Regions from separate parts of the Triticum aestivum genome. Here region 1 is linked to region 2. The links are chromatin contacts, called in public Hi-C maps. All regions are on one chromosome and are shown on one strand. The core of a region is the stretch at or near the end of the contact, and the rest is flanking DNA. Distances in the headings are between cores, read along the strand shown.

Region 1 (4,234 bases), core at 1,312-3,811, 180 kb before region 2:
ATGTTAATTTATTTTGATCCAACTATTTTTCGCGGTCTCTATGAAAGCCCATAAAAGACCCATCAACATACAAATACCTGGCCCAAATCCCTTAGCCTGTGTACGAGCCAACATTACAAAACTTTAGTGTGCACTCAAACCAAACGAAAAGGACTAAACCAAACCAAGAATACCTATTCCCTTTAATAGAGTTTTATTATTATTATTATTATTATTAGGATTAGGATTAGGATGAGGAAAAGATGTTTGTGGCTTAATCCCGTCCCTGTTTTTTCTAGCGCGGGTTGTATCGTGATTGTATGCCTGATTAAGTAAGCAATAAGGATTTACTCGAAAGAAAAAGAAAAAGAAACCTCGGAGAAGCAACGCATCAAATATCTGCAATCTCCACGGCAAATCTGTGTGGATAACGAAGGGCCGCAGAAAGATGAAAGGCATCTCATATCTCCTCCCCACTATCATCCATCCGTACGAACCAACAGGTCACCGAACATCTGCCTGCCGCTTGGATGGTGACCGAGTCGGAGAACTCGCCACTTATAAACAATCGGACGGGGGTGGATGTCGCGGCACCACGTGATGGCAAAGGGAATGAATATTAACTTAGTTGCATGGAAGCAGTGACGGCCATGGACGGGGAGCTTATTTTGTTATTGCTTCTGGTGAGGAATCCCACGCAACGCAATCCCAGAGGATCAGTGCCAATTGCCAAATGGGGGTGGAGTAACTACCAATCGTGCACACAGACAACTTCTTTTTTCGGTAATTTTGATTATCATATTGACAATCTCTGACACGCATGGATCCTCTTGATGCTCGCCCTAACTTGCAAGTTGAGGCTTAAGATAATAATCAGAAAGGGGAGGATTCAAAAGCCCAGTATGCCAACAAGGATGATCAACCCTACCCTAATTAACCTAGCAGTGTGGTGTGGAGCAAAGAGCGTAATCGGCGTTCGGTAATTGTAGAACATAAGTTGCATAGGACGCGGATTGTGAATCAGAACTCGTCAGGGTATAATATACATATGGCGCCAATGTAATTATGTAAAAAATCCATGAGCTTTCATTCTTCTTTTATGCTAAGCATCAGCCAGAGTTACTACATCAGATGAAAAGATACAAGAGAACAGATGCATCACTCGGAGCTCGCCGAGATCCACATCGCGGCCATGCACACACCGAACTTATCGTAAGAGCCTGCGAGATATGCTGTTTGGCGATCGATTCAACAATGGCAGAGCGTCTCTAGTATGCCTGTCATGTCGCCGCCGCTGCACTGGAGCAGGCGGTCAGGCGTAGAGCGGGCGCTCGGTCCAGGCGCCGGCGACGTGGCCGTTCTCGCAGACGTAGGCGCGCACCACGGGCTCGCCGTCGTCGTGGTACCCGTAGAAGCTGCGGAGGCAGAAGGCGGAGTAGAGGTCCCACGCCTCCGTGCAGCCGCAGAAGGCGCAGTCCACGGCGACGGTGGGGCGGCGCGTGTCCCGCAGCGCGCGCCGCACCTGGGAGCGCGCGAAGTCCTGGAACACGCCGCGGAACACCATGTACTTGCGCCGCTCCTCCGCGTGCACGCACCCGGGCCACTCGCAGATGTACAGCCGGTCGCCGCGGAACCGGCTGGCCAGCAGCTTGTTGCCCTGCTCGCGGCTCAGCGTCCAGGACCCCGACGCCAGGTGCGCGCCCACGGGCCCCAGCCACCGCCGCGCCCGCCGGCGGGTGCCCGACACTACGCCGCGCCGGACGGCATTGGCTGCCGGCGGCGCCTCCTTCTCCTCTGCCGTTGCCGCTGGCGCGGGCGCGGCGGCGATCTGCGTCTCGGAGCAGTCGTAGGCCGCGTCCAGGTACAGGTCATCGTAGAGGGACCATGCGGCGGCGTCCGCGGTGGCTAGTGTGTCGTCGCTGGGTCTCGGCTCGGCCTGCGCGGCGGCCTTGGGCGGCTGGAGCGAGGAGGTGGCCGTGGGCTCGAGGGATGAGGATGAGGAGGCGGGGACGGTGAGGTCGGGGCCGATGTCGAGCTCGAGGCCGAAGTCGTCGGAGGGCTCGAGGAGGACCCCGGCGCGGAGGAGGCCGGGGCAGCAGACGGACATCTTGTGGAGCGCGGCCCACGCGGCGGGCGCCCCGTCCGCGGGGAGCAGCTCGGCGGGGAGCGCCCGGGAGAGACGCGGCGGGAAGCAGGCGGCCCGGAGGAGCGCGGCGAGGCGCGGGGACGCGCAGGACGCGCGCGCCCAGTCGCGCGGGTCCCCCTCGAGGCGGCCCAGGATCTGCAGCAGCACGTCGTCCGCTAGCGCCGACAGCGGTTCCGCCTCCTCCGCCGCCGCCGCAGCCTCCTCCTTGCCGTCCCTCCGCCTCTTGGCGGCGACGACGGCGATCTCCTTGTGCTCCGCGCCGCTCATGGCTGCGGCCCGCGTCGCGCTCCTGCTTTCTTGGCGAGTGAGTGAGTGGCTGCGCTGCGGACCGTTCGGCCGTTCGGGTGCGAGCGAGGCTGGTTTAACTTTCGGGGTGGTTGTGTCCGTTTTTCTGTGGTGGTGGCCTGGGCTGGGGGCTGTGGAGACGGATGAGATGATGCTTTTCTTGTCGTTACAAAACTCTTGCCTGCAATCGCAACGTGTGGATGTAGGCTGCGCGGGTGTGCCGAACGATGAGCGGTCACTCTCGGCCCCCGTGTGTCAACCTCCGGGATTATTTTATTCGATTGAAACGAGGGGCTCAACATTCTTCCAACAGAGCCTTGTCTCTCACCCCTCCCAGTCCCAGGAACACCATGCAGGCACAACACAACTCCATCACACCCACACACTACCGACGTGTATCGAAGGGTTTCAGGTACGAGAAAAAAAATCACCTCCTTCTAGAAAAAGGACCAGGCTGAATAAGGCCATGTGCGGTGTTGGATGGTTAAAGAGAGAGAATACAATTACATCTCAAAACAAATCTTGCCACGCGGATAACATTTATCTCAAAGGGCACCCAGCGTGCGCTTCACATAAGCTACGTGGAACACACTATTTTTAATACATATTAATATAATGGCACACGCTATTACAATCACATAGGTGCATAATAGTACCTCAAACGATAATTCTGAACCTACGGGTGATCTACGTCCGTTTCACAAAAGCTTCCAAATAACACCCCCCCGCGCTAATTTCAAATGGGTGGGTCCCCTCCCTCCTCCCTAGCTTCAACACTAATCCTTCGTGTAACCAAACCAGGTAAATCCGTAATTGTTCACCTATACATCCCACATATATACAAACCTTAACATCAATATTCTTACTAAACAACAATCATTCACTAGTACCTCCCACATATTACCATCTCAATGTCGCAAACCTACTGCAAGGAATCAAACTTATCATATTCAGTGATCTACATGAAAGTTTTTATTATATCCCTCTTGAATACAAATCATATCAGGACCAATTTCATAACTTGTGCATATTGCCATTACTATTTAGGGTCCCTACTATTTATTAGACTCTCAAAAATATATAAGTGAAGCATGAGAGCCGTGCTCTAAAAGATATAAGTGAAGCGCTAGAGCAACTGCCTAGCTCAAAAGATATAAGTGAAGCACATAGAGTATTCTAACAAATCACGTATAAATGTGTGCCCCTCTCAAAAGGTGTGTGCGACAAAACAATGATTGTGGAAAACTAAAAAGCAAACAAAGCAAAGACTACCATAATACAAGACGCTCCAGACAAAACTCATATCATGTGATGAATAAAAATATAGCTCCAATTATATGCCGATGGATTGTAGACGAAAGAGAGGATGCCATCCGAGGCATAGATGCTTGGTTCTCCTTGAATATTACCCTGGGGTGCCTTGGGTATCCCCAAGCTTACGGTCTTGCTGCTCCTTGTTCCTTTATCCATTGTGATCTCACCCAAAACTTAAAAACTTCAGCACACAAAACTCAACAGAAACCTCGTGAGATCCATTACTATAACAAGAAAATCATAAACTTTAGGTACTGTTATGAACCCATTCATATTTTATTATTGCATAGTACCTATTGTATTCTAACTTCTGCATGACTTATACCGCTGATACGTCACCAATGTATCTATAATTTTTGATTGTTTCATGCTACTATATTATCCACCTTGGATGTTTTATATGCATTAATATGCTATTTTATATCATTTTTTGGGACTAACTTATTAACCTAGTGCCTAGTGCCAGTTGTTGTGTTTTCCTTGTTTTTGTCTTTTACAGAAAATCAATAC
Region 2 (4,292 bases), core at 1,129-3,628:
AATTTGTGAGGCTTATAAAGTTAAAAATACAAACCGCGGTAATCAGAACGCCTAAGTGCACCACGACGTCCAGAACTAGTATAGCTGTTTGGTCGATCAAAAGAAGGGCCTTTTCCCCCATGAGCTAACTCCACCTGGATAGTGGATAAAAGGTAAACTTCATAAGAAAGATCTAAGATGTTTCCTTCGTCTCTCAGAAAATGAAAATAATATTCATACAAGGTCCACCAACCCGCAATTTGCAGCCATCAAAGTCGTATCCATCACGGCCATAAATTGCATCATCAGCATCACGTGGGTCTTCAAACTGCAAAAAGCTCCACTTTGGTGTTAGACTCATAGTCATAGGTGTGCTATACAGAAAGAATTTTAGTTCGGAATGATTTTGAAAAATAATTTTTAATAGAACGTTCAGCAAAACTGATACTCCCTCTGTAAAGAAATATAAGAACGTTTAGATAGCTAAATTAGTGATCGAAACGCTCTTATATTTCTTTACGGAGGGAATGCATTCTATTGGTTAGATTCTGTATGAAAGCATGCTGTTTTGCACAATGTGCCAATGAGGGTTTCAGGGTATCCTCTTAAAAGGAGGTATAACCATGTAACTATACTACCAGTTTTTGAGTCTTATAGGACAACATGATTTTGTTGTAACAGTTTTAGGACACATTATAAGGGGTTATGCTTTAAGTGGCTTCTAGGGATGGGATGGAATCATCTTGTTTTAGTATTCTATAAGCCAGAGAGCAAAATCAACATGTCCTAAAGCTCAAAAGACTTATTTTTTCAAGATTGTCTTATAGCACTTTTGACGTAACTCGAGAGAAAAAATTGACCTACTATATGCTAATCTGATTTTCTAAAAAATCTTATCAAAGTATATTTTAACATAACTCATCTCAAATTTGTCACCCAGACAACCTTACAGAAAAATAATTTATACTACGAAATACGAATACATAGTAGTGAGCAAGAATAAATATTCTAACAAAACAATGACCAAAGCACATTACCTCGACAAAAGCATAAACAGGAGGCCTTGGAGGAATTTTCAGATCGATATCGACAATAGGACCGTACTGCAGAAGCAAAGTAATAGAAGATTAAATTGACATGCAGGAATGCTTCCTTAAACAGATTTTTTTTATCATATTGTGACACCTAATTGGCTTGCTTTCTGCAAATCCTCTTGCAATACCCACATAGGATGACAAACTCAAGAGATGCCATTTAGGTTAAGGTGAAATATAACTTGTTATTTTTGGTGGAGAATAGAACTGAAAATTTGACATCGTGGAATTCACACTGAACACCAGTTTTTTTTTATTACGTCACAATGACGCAGTGAGAGACTGAGAGTACATATCGACTGACGTTACAATATCAAACTATCTTGTCCAGTGTGCACACAACCGCAAACACTCTCAATAGTCCATGTTACAAGAAAAATGAAAATATGTACATATGTCTTCCAGTTTAACAACACTTAACCTAATACGTCGTTTCATACATAAAAAGAAGTTGCGAATTTATAACCTCCATGTGTAACTGCTAATGCAAAGCATACAGTTTAAGCTGCTATCAGAACATAATACCGACCACCTTGCCGCTGAACTGAACTGAACTGGCGATTTCTTAACAGAACAGAAGCACAAGGCAAAGGTACAGGTGAACAAACCCAAACTATTTAGAACCTAACCTTGTAGAAGAGATCCTCAATCTCTCTCTCGCGGATGTCCTCGGGGAGGTTGCCCACGTAGATGGTGCGGCCGTTACGTCGGCTCATCGTTCCTGCAAGAAAGGGAAAAAAATCAGATCAGCAACTAGCTGCTAGCTCGCACAAACCTAAGCAAAATCTCGGCGGGAATCAAATAGCAGAAGTGGCGACCCAAGTTCGGGAATCAATCAAGAGAAAATTCCGACCCATTTCGTAAAGGAAAAAAAAAACCCGACCCAGTTGCTCGAGGGAAAAAAGAGACTAACTAAACAAGAGACCGAACAAGCACTGCATCTCACCTCGCCGAAACCACTAAGATCACGACTGCGGCGAACACGATAGCTCTACCGCTGAACCCGAAAAAAAACAGGACGCCGTTACCGCGCGGAGAGAGGAAAGAAATGAGCACGCAAGAGCAGCAGCGATCAGGAGGGAGGAGCGGGAGCTCGTACGCTGGGATTAGAGCGGGAGAAGTAGGGTTCGACTGACCTGCGCGCAGCGAGTGCGGGCGACTCCGCCGCCGCGGCGAGGGGGGAGACGACGGGGACGAAACGGAAACGGAAACGGAAGCGGGGGGAGGGATCGAGAAGCTTCGGAGGGGAGCGGCGGCCGATATGAAAGGTGGGGCGAGGCAGTGAGGGGGGTCGCGTGCTTTACGATCCGTGCAGCATAGACCAGCCGTGGATCTAACTTCTGGGCTTTGGGCCCCAGCCCCAGCCACCGCCAACCAGCCCCAGTCAGACAGAAGCCTTCCGCTCGGTGGTTGGGATCGTGAGAGGGGGTAAAACCCGAGGGGCTCCGCGGAAAAGTGCCTCCTCCGCCCATCCTCTTCTTCCTCTCTTGGTCTCCCCCGTCGGACGGTGGTGGCGCGGGTCTCCTCGCCGCGCCGGATTCTCTCTCCGGTAAGAACTTCCGGTCGATCGCTCTCAGATTAATCCAGAATCCCAACTCTGTTAGTTCCGCCTCGATCCTGTCGCCGCGAACACGGGTACTCGGGGCAACTTGGACTCTTGTGCTCCTCCTGATTGCGATGCTGTGCGGCCTAGGGTCTGCGAGAATCGCGGCGGTAGGTAGGGTCGAGTGATTCGTGTACACGTGGTTCTTGTTTAGTCAGGATCTTGCTTTTTCTAGTCGGCGGCTAATTTGGATCGATCAGGCATAGGATTCTGTGTAGTTCAATAGTATCTGCCGGTTCCTCTAGCCCAAATTCTGGAACAGACAGAATTTAAGTGGTCTTGCTTAGGAGCTTTGGGCAGCAGAGCGGCCATGTATGGCAGGTCTGGACCTTCTCGGCCGGATTGCTTGCTGATTACTTGAGTTGTTGAATGCCTAGAAGTTCTTAGGTTGAGCCTATTTTCGACGGAAGGCTCGAGCGGAGCCTGGCTTTAGATTAATAAAGCCACACCGGCCACGCATAACAGCCCTACACACTCACGCCACACGCTGTCGCCGAGGTTCTCAGTTTACGATTACTACAGGCCCAAAGCAGAACAGAAACAAACAACAAATCAAGGGGGCTAAAAGTAGATGGAGCTCAGGAAAACATTTCCCTAACACAACCCCACGTGAACTGCGCTAAAGACCCAGAAAAAAGGATGCGGTTTGCGTCCTTGGGATCTCCATGGAGAGATTAAGGTTGAGCTATGTACTGTGTCTGTTGCTTGTTTGATTCCTTCCACCAGTTTGTGTAGGTCAGTGCTATGTTGGAATGGCGATGTTTGATCAATGGGTTTTCCCATGCTAAATTTGTTTATGACATCAAGAAAATTCGCTCAACGTATGTAGTTTGTTTGTATAATTGATGAGCGCGACAATCTGTTTAGTTTTGGTTTTATCTAACTCTGCTCATAATGATGTTGTACAGGATTTTCTGATTTTGAGAGCTCCCAGGAGTTTGCTAATTCTTAGTTGGGCTATTTGTTTACATCAACTAATTCCTGATGCTGATCTATTTCTTGAATTATATACTATTTTCATACTGTTCGTTATCTTATGAATCCATAGTTTGTTAGTCACACTAAAAACTTTCTAAATTCTTCTGATATCTAATCTACTCTTGTTTCACAGGGCATCAGTTTAGCGCCCTGCCTATATTTAATCCAGTGGGAAACGATTGACTTAAGTCATGGAGGGGAACAAAGATGAGGCCTTGAGGTCTGTCAAGCTTGCACAGACTGCGCTAGCATCTGGAGATAGACAGCGAGCAGACAAATTTATTCGAATTGCCCATAGATTGGATCCCAGCCTTCCAATTGTTGATTTGTTGACCTCAACCAAGAAGTTTGATCCCCTGAATCTGAATGGTACTGCTTGCCAGGACAAGACCAGAAGAGGCCATGAAAACCTAAAAACGCCAAAAGAATTTGTTGGTCCTTCTAATGTTGATAAAGGTTACACCGAGGAGAATGTTAGAGTTATCCGTGATATCAGGAAGAACAAAGACTACTATGCAATTCTTGGAGTGGAGAGGACTTGCTCCTTGGAGGAGATTAGGAAGGCCTACAGGAGGTTGTCACTGAAAATTCATCCTGACAAGAACAAGGCTCCTGGGGCAGAAGATGCATTCAAGATG

The links. A called contact is a pair of places that touch in the nucleus more often than the background predicts.
Region 1: a Hi-C map of leaf shows a contact between it and region 2, with 5 times the contacts expected there. The contact joins the promoter of LOC123181781 here to the promoter of LOC780660 in region 2. A contact is called at or near these places in 3 of 5 Hi-C or Micro-C datasets (all in leaf).

The regions. Positions count from the first base shown.
Region 1 is chr1D:322,887,550-322,891,783 of IWGSC CS RefSeq v2.1, reverse strand. It overlaps LOC123181781 (phytochrome A-associated F-box protein-like), which reads right to left and starts at 2,561. Exons shown (of 1, transcript XM_044594116.1): 1 at 1,043-2,561. The coding sequence starts at 2,392. The coding sequence ends at 1,292.
Region 2 is chr1D:322,704,712-322,709,003 of IWGSC CS RefSeq v2.1, reverse strand. It overlaps LOC780660 (serine/arginine-rich splicing factor SR30), which reads right to left and starts at 2,378. Exons shown (of 13, transcript XM_044594115.1): 1 at 2,210-2,378; 2 at 1,703-1,794; 3 at 1,017-1,082; 4 at 233-307; 5 at 35-134. The coding sequence starts at 1,789. LOC123181780 (chaperone protein dnaJ 49) reads left to right here and starts at 2,484. Exons shown (of 3, transcript XM_044594114.1): 1 at 2,484-2,622; 2 at 3,788-4,292. The coding sequence starts at 3,846.